Linked DNA regions of Mus musculus: region 2 is linked to region 1. A link is a contact called in public HiChIP or PLAC-seq data. All regions are on one chromosome and are shown on one strand. Each heading gives the region's core, a stretch centred on a gene start, on an enhancer-like site or on the middle of the called end of the contact. The rest is flanking DNA. Distances are from core to core; before and after follow the strand shown.

Region 1 (6,240 bases), core at 1,339-3,838:
TAAAGTTTCTCTTCCATTTCAGCTTGCCCAAATTAATTGCATTAAATACCAATGTTTCAAGCTGGGCATAGTGGCACACACCTTCTATCCTAGCCCTTAGCACGATAAAGGCAGGTGGATCTCTGTGAATCTGAGGCCAGCTCCAGGGCAGCCAGGAATACACTAAGACCCAAAAAATAAAATAAAACTCCAGTGGTTTTTTTTTTGTTTGTTTGTTTTGCCACAGCTACTTAAAGACACAGTATTCAGTGTATACTACTATTATACTTGAGAATTATTTTAAACCACACACTGGCTTGTTTTGTTCTGTTGTTTTGGTCCTGACATAAACCTGGCAAGTACTCTATTACTGAGCTATATTCTTAGCACTAATAACTGAATTCTACACCAACTACAGCAGCTCATGCTTGCAATTCCCAGAGAAGGTATTGAAGAGAAAATTGCTGAAAATAGGAGTTCCAGGCCAGAGATGAAAAGTATCTACTTTACATATGATATTATCTACTATAAATATAGGGATAAGCATCAGTAATACATTTGTTTTTGTGTATTTGCCTGTGTGAATTTATGGACACAATATAAGTACAGGAACCTGCAGAGGCCAGAAGAGAGTGACAGATCACAAGAAACTGGAGTTATAGGCAGTTTTAAGCCAACATGTGGGTTCTGAGAACTGAACCCAGATTTTCTGCAAGAGCAGTAAGTGTTCTTAACTGCTGCTGAGCCCTCTTTCCAGCTCCCAATAAAACATTTAAAAAAAAAAAAAAAAAAAAAAAGGTTGAGCAGTTGTGGTGTAGGCTTTAGTTAATCCAGCTCTGGGGAGACAGAGGCAGTGGAAATGAGGCTTGGTCTACAAAGTCAGCTCCAAAGCAGCCAGGGCTACAGAGAAACCTGCTTCGAAAACAAACCTACAGCATTTTGTAATAAAGCTAATATTGAGTCATTTTTATGTTTTAGTAATCCATATGCTCAAATAGACTATAACATTGGTAACAGATGAGAGGGAGTCTGTTTTATTTGTCTATCTATCTTTTGAATTATTCTTAAGCACATTTCATAAAGGGGTACATAGTATTGCTAACTGTTAGTAACATATTGCCAATTGTTTATGTAACCAAATATACCAGAGAGAAATTACTGTATATTTTCCCTACCTGCTGGTGGCCAGGCCTTGATGTAGCCTGTGCAGTGGACTACCACAAAGTGAGGTTCTCCTTCCTTCACAGAGCCAAGCCCATTCCTAGAAAAGGTATAGGAATCCGGGGTGAAATTCTACAAAGGAAACCTGTGTTTTAAAAGCATTTATTTATTTATTTATTTATTTATTTATCCATTTATTACTGGTACGTGTGTGGATGCTGCACCAGCCCTTGTTGAAATAAAACACACAAGAAAAATAGGTAACATAGTAAGCAACTTCCTTGAACAAGAGAAGCTTTTAAAGTTCAGAAACAATACAGGCAGGGTGGTGCATGCCTTTGATCCCAGCACTCAAGATCTCTGAGTTCAAGACCAGCCTGGTCTACAGATTAAGTTTCAGGACAGCCAGGGCTACACAGAGAAACCCTGTCACAGAAAAACCAATCAGTCAATCAATTGATGGATGGATTGATCTATTCAGTAAGTTCAGAAACACATTGTGAGACGGTAAGTGACCGTGAGGTAAAAGAAGGTGAGAGCCAGTAGAGAAGGTAAAAATCCCATCTCTTGATCTCCACTGCCTAAGATCTTACCTGCATCTGTTCCTCAAAAAGCTCAGTCTATTCATGGAAACAGGGTCCACGGAGCTAGTACCACACCTGTCAACAAACAGAAGATGCAAATTGCTGGGCTATGGGAAACAGTAACAACAGAATAAGAAGATCCAACTACACACTGAAAACTAGTAAGTAACAAGAAAAGTCAGGCTGAGATGGAAAAACCTTCTATTATTTTGTTTGCTTGTTGTTTTGTTTAATTTGAGGCAGCACCTTCAGGCTTAGGCTGGTTTGAAACTTTCTATGTGGCCAGGGAAGACCTTGAACTTCTGACCCTTTGATCAACAGCACCTGAGTGATGGCACTACAGGCAGGTATCAACATACCAGTCGGTGTTAGGTATTGAACCCATGACTCCATGCATTTTAGACAAGCACTCTACCAACCAAGCCATATTATATTCCCGACCCTGGCTGATTGTGTGTCTGTCTGTCTGTCTGTCTGTCTGTCTGTCTGTCTGTCTGTCTGTCGGTCTCTCTCTCTGTCTCTGTCTCTGTGCATGCCCTATGTAGGTTCCAGTAATCAACCGTGTATTATCAGGCTTTCTGCCAAGTTTCCTTACACTAAGCTATCTATCTCTGGTTTCCAACCCAGACCACTTTTTGAAACAGGATCTCATACAACACAGAATGAACACAAACTGTCTGCTTGCCTTTAAGTCCCAAGTAATGAGATATAGAAAGTACCACCAGGCCAACAGAGTTAGTAGATTACTTAAAAACTGAGTATTGAGCTGTTTCTGTGCTTGCCAGGCGAGCCTCTGGCCTCCGAGCAGTAAGTCCTCCTTTTATGTTTTATTTCCCTAACTTTGGACTGGAGCTCACCAAGTTGCCCACACTGGCCTTGATCTTGATTGAGATCCTCTTTCCTTAGCCTCAAGAGGAGCAAAGATGAAAGGTTTGGACTCCTTTAAAACTTTTAATTGGCCTAAAACTCCAACTAAAACAATTGCATACACTCTTCAAATGCCATCTTTTTACATCAGGAGTTGGTGACTGTTTTACTGTTTTCTGTGAATGACTAGACAGTAAGTGGTTTTAGTCTGATGGTCACACAGTCTTTTAACTAGACAATTCTGAGCAATCAAGCATAAAAGCAGCCAAAGATGACAAGTGTTCACACAGGAAGAGCTATGGTGCAATGAAGCTTTAGTCACAAATAAGAACTTCTGTTCTCTGACTTCTGCTCTAAGCATATCATCTCTGTGTGCTATATTTCATTATTATTCACCTTACTCCAGGCTTACCATGTCCACAAGATACGCCCTCCAATCCTACTTCTATTCTTTCTCTATTTTTTTTTTTTTTTTAGAGATAAGGTCTTACTATGTAGTTCATTCTAGCCTGGAATTCATGATCTTCCTACCTTAGCCTCCAAGGTTCTGGGATTACAGGCATGCACCACCAAATCTAGATTGATTGTTTGAGACAAGGTTTCACTATATAGCCCAGGAGATCCAGAACTTGCTATATAGGCCATACTGGCCTTGTAGGAATCCTCCTGCCTCAACGTTCTTTTTAAAGTATTTTCATACTATCAATCGAGCTAATCCTGATAACAATGTTTTACGTTTGACAGTCTCACCTCCAATAGTGGATGATGACATCAAAGCAACACAAGTCTTATAGTATCAAATTAGAATTCAAATCCAGGGAATACTATGGATTCAAACAACTTACTTGGGAGGCAGTCAGACAGGTCTCTGTGATTTCAAGGTCAGCCTGTCCTACATAGCCAATTCTAGAACAGCCAGGGGTACACAGTGAGACCCCATCCCTAAACAAATACCAACATTCAGTCAACTACAGTGATATACCTTCTGTAGACCCAAGCTACTTAGGAAACTCAAATGGAGGATAACTTGAGCCGAGGATCTTTAAATGAGCCTGGACAACATAATAAGACCCCACCCCCTCAAAATAAACCAGAGTAGCCTGATTCCAGCGGCTCCTCTAAACTATTAAACTATGGAATAGTCAATTTTGTACCTCTGCCAGAAACTCTTTTTTTTTTTTTTTTTTTTTAACGTAGCCAGGGAGATTGGCCATCAGGTAAAGGTGCTTGTGACAAGCCTCATGACCTAAATTTGATTACCTCAACCCACAGTGTTGTAGGAAAGAACCAACAACTTGCACCCCAAACACCACACACGAGTCCACATCCACATATATCATGCACACATAATTTTTTTTAATCTGAAAAACAAAACAAACAAAAACCGCCTATAATCTCAGCACTTGGATGATGAAGCAGGTCAGTCTTGAGTTTTAAGTCTGAATACACATCAATGGTGGAGTTCTGCTGCTATGAACTAAAACAAGATTCTCTATCAGTCTCGTGATCTCGAGAACCTAATGCTTCACTCACATATGCCGGCCTCTGCCTCCTGAGCACTATGATTTAAGACAAGCAATGTCACACTCGGTTTGTCTATTGTTTTTACTTTATATGCATTGGTGTTTTGCCTGCATGTATGTCAGTGTCAAAGCGTCAGATCTTGTAGTTACAGTTTCGAGCTGCCATTAGGTGATGGGATTTGAACCCAGGACTTCTAGAAGAGCAGTTAGGGCCCTTAACTGATGAGCCATCTTTCTAGCACATCTGTTCTGTTTTGTAAGATTTATTTTATTTAGCTGTATGCATGGAAAAGGAGGGGAGTATGTGCATGTTGAGCTACCTGTGGAGGCTGGAGGCTTTGAATCTCCTTGCAGCTAGAAGCACAGATGGTTACAAGCTATCTGATAAGAATGCTGGGAAACTAACCCCAGCTAGTCCTCTGCAAGAGCAATATAATCTCTTATCCCTGCATAGCCATCTCTGCAGCCGGTTTCTTGATCCATGTATATGTATGTATATGTTCATGCTGTACACGCACAGGCATGCGGAGGCCAGAGACAAGCCTCACATGTAGTTCCTCAAGAGCTCTCCATCGTAATTCTTTTGAAATGTGTATTAATGCTCTACCTGTCTCTAAGTGCATTACGTGCACGCCTGGATACACAGGAACCAGAAAAAGGTATCCGATGCCCTGGAACTGGGGTCATAGATGGCTGTGAGCAACCATGCAGATGCTGGGAATTGAGCCAGTCCTCTGGAAGAGCAGCTATTATTCTTAACTGCTGAGCCATCTCTCCAGCCCCTCCTACCCTGAATTTTGAGACAGGGTCTCTCACTAGGACCTGAGGCTCATTAATTTGGCTAGGCCTCTCCAGAAATGGGACTATCTAACTTTCCATAGGTGCTGGGGATTGAGCTCAGGTTCTTCATGTTTGTGCATCACACACTTAGTACTGGGCTATCTCTCCAATTTCTGCATTCACTTTAAAAAGGAAAAAAAGATTTATTTTTATTTTATGTGTATGAATGTTTTGCCTGCATGCAAATATATGCACCATGTATATGGCCTGCTGGCCCAAGAGGATATCAGACCCCTTAGAACTGGAGCCACAAGTGGCTGTGAGCCACCACATGGGTACTACAAAAGAAACCTAAGTCCTTTAGACGAACAAAACAAGTGCTCTTAACTAGTAAGACAACTCTCCCACATCTTAAATCCAGTTAAAACATTTTTAATGCGTATGGGTTTTTGCCTGCATGACTGTGCACCACATGCATGCCTGATGCCCACAGAATCGAGAAGAGAGAAATCAGATTCCCCTGGAACTGGAGTTACAGATGTTGTGAGCTGCCATGTGGTGTTGGAATTCAAACTGAGGTCGTCTGGAAGAGCAAAAGGTGCTCTTAACTGCTGAGCCATCTCTCTAGCCCCTGAACAAAATAATGAACGTTGACTCTTACCCTATGAACAGTAGTGAAGCTAAGACAGAAGTAAGAAGTCAACACAAAGGACCTACCAACTGTGCCTTAACTGTAATTCACTGTTATTCTCTTACATATTATAAGTATGGTAAAACAACTGGTTCTTGAAAGTTAAATGTAATCCAACTGTGGCAAGGAACGTAGCTCTAGATACTAGATACTAACTAATGCCTCTGACAGAAATGGAAGCCTTAGCTGCTCTTATTCCCACCCAACACAATCCCAAGCACCACACCTCATGCGGCAGATGAACGACCTTCGTGAGCCCATGCACATCCTCATGGAAGACTGCTGGCCTTCCTTTTTCACTGTTCCAGTCTTCAGATCCAGGACCCGCCCTGGTCAAGGAGGTAGAGAGCAATCTCAAGTTACTTCTTGTGGATGGGAAAGGAAGGAGACACCGCGGCAAAGCTTGGGTCCAGCCAAGCCTTCCAGATTCCGTGTTTATGACAGAGATGCTTTATTCTTGAAGCCTAAACTACTTGCGTCCTCATCTAGGAATCTCACTATTAGCTCCAAAACGGCACAAGAACTGAGTAAAGCAGGAGTGGAAACTACTAGAACTATTGTGCATGTGAGCCCACTCCTGTATGTGGAGGTCAGAAGACAACTATGTGGAGCTGTCACTGCTTCCACTGTTATGCAGTCTGCAGACTGAGCGTAG
Region 2 (6,224 bases), core at 240-2,739, 690 kb before region 1:
CGGTCAGCCTGGGACAGCGGGTTCTGGGCTGCCAGGAGTCTTTCAGCTGCTGAGCCATGGCGTTCACCCTTAGAGTCCTTCTTGAAGGCATAAGACACAGTGATAGGACGGTTACACAGGTACTGCCCGTTCATGGCCTCAATTGCTGCATCCGAAGCATCGAAGGAGGCAAAATTAATGAAGGCGTAACCCTTGGAGTTGCCTGTGTCAGGGTCCCGCATGATCTTGGGGGTCTGTAGGATGACTCCAAAGGCGCTGAAAGTATCGTAAAGCAGCTTTTCATCAATTTCTGGGTCCAGATTTCCAATGAAAATGTTGGCTCCCACATCCAGGTTTTTGTTGTGAGCTGAGGCCTTGTTCACCCGTATTGGCTTTCCATAGAGTTTGATCATGTTCATAATCTTAATGGCATAGTCGGCATCTTCCTCGCTCAGGAATTCAACAAAGCCATAGCCTGGGGAATCAATGAAAAAAACAAAACAAAACAAAAAACAAACAAACAAAAAAAACCCATCATTCAGGGGAAGAGACTCAAAATGAAACATTAACTCCCCAGCCTTCAAACACAAAGAACATAATAGATAATAGCTGGGCGACTGCACGTGCACGTGCTTTTAATGCCACCACTTCGTAGCAGAGGCAGGTGGAGCTCAAAGATCGTGACCAGCCTGGTCTACAGAGCAAGATCTAGGACAGCCAGGACTACACAGAGAATGGTTGAGAATGGTTCCAGAAACTAGAGCTAAGAGAAAATATTCCAGAAACTGGGAATTGAAGCTGAAGGAGAAAGCAATCTTTAGGTTGCTCATTCCAAAGGCGCTGTGCCTAGCGGCTGAGCCTCTTCGGGGCCGGTTAACCCTCTCCAGGGCTGATTCCTGCCCCGTACCCTACTCACCCTGGTGCTGGCCAGTGACTCTGTCCTTGGGCATGTGGGTGTTGACCACTGGCCCTGCCTGGAGAAAGAGCTCCCACAGCAGCGGCTCACTCACTTTCTCGTCCAGACCGCCCACGTACACCGTGGCATCTAAAGGGAAGAAGCAGGCGATGAGGAGTCGGCAGTGAAAAAGAAGACAAAAACCAAAAACCGTCGCCTAAAGCCCTGAAATTCCCTCTGCCACCATCATCTAGAAAATCTGCTACGTCTAATTTGGCATTCTTGCTGGTCCGGTACTCCCGGGAGGCTTTTGTCTTCTTGGTGGAGGGAGCTGATCTAGAAGCATCGCTTCTCACAGGCCTCGGCCTGCACCCGGCCTCGCGGCCAGCCAGGTGCCCAGAGGTCGGTGTCCCACCGGGGGGGATCTCGTCTACCACCCCAGGGGGAACGCTTCCGGCACTAATCTTCCCTCCACTTCCCTGCTCCTATCTTGGGCTCTTCTCTCCCAATTACCCTGATTCCGTTCGGAGATCGGTCCGGCAGCCATGGCGAAGGGGCTCCCGCCGTCTCTAAGCAGCAGCACCGCCCCCTGACCTCAGTTACAACTTCCACTTCCGGGCCAAGGCTCACGTTGGGCGGGGCCGGCGCCGGGGGGGGGGGGAGGAGCCGGAAGCGATCGCGGCCATCTTAGGGGTCGGAGTCTTGTCTTTCGGAAGGGAAAGGCGCTCTAGGGCTGCTGCTGTAGTCGGGGCGGAACGGATGTGCTCAGCCCGTCTCGACACAGTTAACTAAAGCCCCGGATGCTTCCAGACTGTTAGAGGCTCACACGGCTCCCCAAACGCACATTCAAGTGCAAAACCAGGCTTTGTACGTTCTGTGACGCAGAGTTGTGTCCTAAGTGCAGGGCCAGGACTGCCTTCTGGAGCGACCTATTATTTAGTGAGGTCCACGACGCTCGTGCAGACTCGCCCTCGGCCTAGACTTGAGCCTGAGGTATTTTGTTTTCCCCTAAGTGTCAAATCTCCGCTTATCTTGGGAAATCTGGGACACGAAACCGGGTTGGGTTGCGGGCTGGTATCGAAGCTTTAAGGAGCAGACATGGATCTCTTGAGTTAAAGGCCAGCCAGGTCTACAGAACGAGTTCCAGGACAGCCATGGCCACACAGAAAACCTGTCTCAAAAAACAGAGTTCCAGCTGGCCTAATAGACACATAGAGACCATGTCTCAAAAAAGGTGTGCGGACCCCTTCCCCCATATTTTATGTGTATTTCTTCCAGGCCACGCCTGACTTGGATCCTTTATTTCCTTACAATAATTTGGGTGTTTTTCTCAGTTCACACCCTCCCCTCCACCCCCACGGCTTTGCTGAGATCTTCATTCAACACAAGAAAATACCAGCAATGTGTAGAAATACTGTGCTTTAATGAACTCCTTAAATAGAAACGCTGCTATGAAAATATACAGTGGGAGGAGACGGTTTCTCCCTTATTCACCTCGTTCCCACAGAAGACTAAGAAAAGATTTCAAAGTAGTGTAGAGAGGTTGCGAATGAGGTCTCTAGGACATCATTGTTGGGACTGATGAAAAGGGTCTCTCATGTCACAGTTTTGACGGCCATCCAAAAGGTACAGAATTGCCTGGGAAAAGGGGCAATCACATTCTGAACTGGTCTTGTTTCTTAGTTTTCAAATCACAAGAAATGAAAATAGCCCCAGAAATCAAACAAATCGGGAGACCTTTAGGTTGGTAGCGCCACCATCTGCTACAGAAACGGGCCTTCTAAGTGAACTCTGCAGACTGGAATGCCAAAGCTGAGGCGTCAAGGTCAGACAGGAAGATGAGCAGAGACCCCTGCCCTGCCTCTGAGAACGACGCTAACAAACAGTTTCAGCAGATCTGAGAGAGGATGGTATTCGGATCTCTTTTCTTGCTCTGGTCCTCGGGAGATATTCTTGGTGTCCATTGTCTTAACAGTTCCTGAAGGTGAGAAAGCTCATCCTGAAGGGCAGAGACTGTGAGAGCTGAGGAGCCCATCTGGGGAGGGGCAAAGCGCACAGAGGAAGACTGTTACAGGGCTTGCTTCCTGGTTCCTTTTTTTTCCCCCTTTTCTGTTTTTTGTTTTGTTTGTTTTGTTTTTCCAGTTGGGTTTCTCTGTGTAGCCCTGTCTGTTCTGGAACTAGCTCAAACTCAGAGATCCACTTGCCTCTGCCTCCTGAGATCTAGGATTAAAAGGTATGCGCCACAACTACCCGGCTATTTTTCTACTAAGATCCTTGGTACTTCTAGAGTCTTAAGTGATCTTTCCCTTCTAACAGTGCTCTAGATTCTACATGATCCAAGCCACAGGCAGTTTTCTCACCATCTCCTATCCCAAGTGGGCCCAGTTTGAAAAATGCAATGCTACTCCCCAGTTCCTCCAGCCCTTTGCCTTTCCAGCTCATTCTCCCCCATCCAGTCTGTCTTCCCTTCTCACCTGGACCTCAGGCCTGCCCCTCAGGTAACAGCGTTTCCAGAACCTGATCTGTGGTCCCAGATATCCAGGCAGCAGTAGCCCGGGAGGTAAAGGGCAAGCTCCCCAATGTGAGGGGAGCCCCCATTCCTGGTCAGCTAGGCTTTCGGAGGATCTGGCAGGTCGAGGGAGCCAATGAGAAGAGACTGCCAGCAAGGAGGAGCTGTCTTGCCAAGGACAGAGCTGATTCAGTGGGGTCAGGGTCCCTCTAGAGAACAGCCACATAGAACTAGGGGGTCCAGGAACCATGAGGCTTTGCTAAAAGAGAAGAAGTCAACAGACAACTGAGAAGTGGGAAGGGATACCTAGCTGCCCCTGACTCATTGTTCCAGTGACAAACTGCGGCCCCCTCCCTCTGACCTCCCTTCTCCTCAGCAGACTAGGGTTTTGGGCTTACTGGGTTGATTTTAGAGAAACGTATAATATATGGACATGAACCAAAATGAATATCAAAAGAACATTGTCTGCTATTCTAGAACAACTGTCTTGCTGAAGGCTGGCTGCAAGTGACAGCTATAAAAGATAGTGGTGTCTTTCTCTGAGGGACTCGGATATCCTGTCATTCTCATCTAGTAGTGGGAACCTGAGAGAGTCAAGGGAGTTGAAGTGTAGGTATCTTACCTGCTGTCTAGAGAACCTGCTGTCTGGGCAATGCTCCGGATCGTAGCCAGGATTAAGGAACTGTGATATCTGTTCCTTGCTGTAGCGTAAATCCCAGTCCCAGACAGACAGATGTAAGTTAGCAGAGCTTCCAGCTAGGGGCTGGGAGTACTCAGGGGTGTAAACTTGTGTGTACGAGTTGAACTAAATAGAGGAAACAAAGAAACGGGTGATGGGTGCTTTGAGCTCAGGATTGGTTTTGTGGATAAAAGCACTTGCCATTGAGACTGAGGACCTGAGTTTGACTTCCCGGAACCTACACAAAGCCAGACACATAGCTCAGGGCCTGCCGTTTCAGTGCTACTACAGGATGCTGGGGGGGAAGAGACAGAAGAATCCCTAGAAGTTCCTGGTCCAGCCAGCCTGGAGTAAGCAGCAGACAAGCAACAGGGACTCTGTCTCAGTAGGTGGAAGGTGAGTACTGATGCCTGAGGTTGACCTCTGACCTCCACAGGACTATGACATATACACGGTCACGGTCACACGCATAAATGTGCACAAACTCAAAAATTTTAAACAAGGTTGGTTAAACCAGTTTGTGTCCCTGTCCTACACCTGGAACAAATTATAAACCTTACCTCCTATTTCTGGCATCACATACAAAACAAAAATCTGATCCTAAGAGTGAGCACCCACCCCACCCCCCCCAACCCCTTCCCCAAACCTCAAGCTTCCTAAACCAAGACCAAATTCCAAAGTTTGAAATGCTCAACAGGAACAAATTAAAAAGAGGTCACTGACCTGTCCACTCTTCTTCCCGCGCTCCCAGGGAGTGTTTCTCAGAAAGGTGAGGGTGTCCGGAACCCTGATACTATCATGAAGAGCAAGAAGAAAAAACTCAGAGAATTCAAATTCCGCTGGAAACTGCTGGAGGAGCTGCCAGGCACAGTCAAGGAAGAGAGGAAACACCGGGGCCTGAGAAGAGAAAACAGTCGCATGGGGGTGTCTGCAAGCACCTGACAAAGGGGAGAACAAGAGCCAGAACAGGACACCAAGGAGGGCAGGGATTAAAACAGGAAGTGAGAGTAGAGTAGGGGTTCAAGGCTGACTCTCCTGAGTGTCCACTCAGCCCAGCAGCCCATTCAGACCGGGTTTGTGTCTAGTGGGCTAGGCCTTATCATTTTCTCACCTCTTCCCTTTAGTAATGTTAACCCACTCCAGACAGAAAACCTAAAGTGTCCTCACCTCCTCACTGGCTCCAGTGTCCCCGAGCCTGGTCAGGAAGGGGTGTCCAGCTGCCACCCACTCTCGCTGCACTAGTGACTGGAAACCAAACAATGTCCGGGCTTCCGGAGCCAAAAGCAGCTGGACGAGTGAGGAGAGGAGGCCATTGAAATCACGATCCCCAAGCTCTGGGTGACAAAGAAACAAAGAAGGGGGTCCAAGAAACTAGGGCAGGAGGGAATGAGAAGAGGAAACACGGGGAAAGGGGGAGGGGCACATAAAAGAAAGTGGGGAAAGGCAGGAGTGAGAGGGCACAGAAAAGTGACAAGAAAACCCAAATGAGTCAACTTCTAGAAACAGCCATTGTCACAGAGAAAGCAGAGCCACACTTCCCAACCAGTGTTCCCAGTGCCCTTCTCACCCTGCCCCTTCCCCATCTACTGAGGAAGGAGCAAGAAGGTCTAAAACCAGCTTGGAATTAGGGACAGCTCTCACAGTAGGGGACTGAGTAGCTCTGAAGGATGAATTGGCACTCACAGGAAGATGCTAGTACTAAAGGGGCACAAGGAAGCTCCCTTCCACACCATCCAATCACAGGAAGGACAGAGGTAAGGAATGGAAGGAGCTGGCTCAAGGAACTCACCTTGGAGCACTACAGAACGGACCCGAGATGTCACTAATACTGAGATGTCGCTGGCCTTTCGAAGACAAGACCTGGAAGGGCGTGTGATGAAGAAGGGAGTAATGTATTGGAAGAGAAGCAGATTCCCAAGTGCCTGCTCCTGCTCCTGAACAACAGTAACAGTCTTGGAAAACAGGCGGATTGATGGAAGGCCATTGGGAAGCCTAAGTCAAGAGAAGGCTGGAGAAGTAGGAATTATTAACCATGATTAGAAGGCTAGGCATACCTGACATAGTCTAACCACCGTGTTCCTTCCAAGGCTGAGAGCCATTTATCTTCAGCTACAGATGAGTCTAGCACAGAGGGAACAAGAAAGACAAGATCAGAACCCAGA

Evidence for each region. HiChIP or PLAC-seq counts read pairs in DNA pulled down with a chosen protein or histone mark.
Region 2: a contact with region 1 is called in an H3K4me3 HiChIP or PLAC-seq map of bone marrow-derived macrophages, with 2.7 times the contacts expected there. The contact joins the promoter of Sf3b4 here to the enhancer-like site in region 1. A contact is called at or near these places in 4 of 39 promoter capture datasets (cranial neural crest, liver and pre-B cells), 2 of 115 datasets of contacts at active chromatin or transcription factors (bone marrow-derived macrophages and embryonic stem cells) and 1 of 9 other capture datasets (pancreatic islet).

Annotation. Positions count from the first base shown.
Region 1 is chr3:95,475,754-95,481,993 of GRCm38.p6, reverse strand. Arnt (aryl hydrocarbon receptor nuclear translocator) reads right to left here. Exons shown (of 22, transcript NM_001037737.2): 8 at 5,812-5,914; 9 at 1,734-1,799; 10 at 1,155-1,240. Among named protein-coding and RNA genes, the nearest start is that of Ctsk, 20 kb to the left of the region's middle. Within about 2 kb of position 2,588, at least 4 of the 459 cell types and tissues checked have an H3K27ac peak or open chromatin away from gene starts, as enhancers often do. A contact at or near this core is called in bone marrow-derived macrophages, where this site is marked.
Region 2 is chr3:96,167,771-96,173,994 of GRCm38.p6, reverse strand. It overlaps Sf3b4 (splicing factor 3b, subunit 4), which reads right to left and starts at 1,489. Exons shown (of 6, transcript NM_153053.4): 1 at 1,388-1,489; 2 at 896-1,024; 3 at 1-454. The coding sequence starts at 1,421. It overlaps Mtmr11 (myotubularin related protein 11), which reads right to left. Exons shown (of 17, transcript NM_181409.3): 11 at 6,117-6,183; 12 at 5,852-5,922; 13 at 5,230-5,396; 14 at 4,786-4,959; 15 at 4,006-4,188; 16 at 3,349-3,642; 17 at 2,277-2,909. The coding sequence ends at 2,763.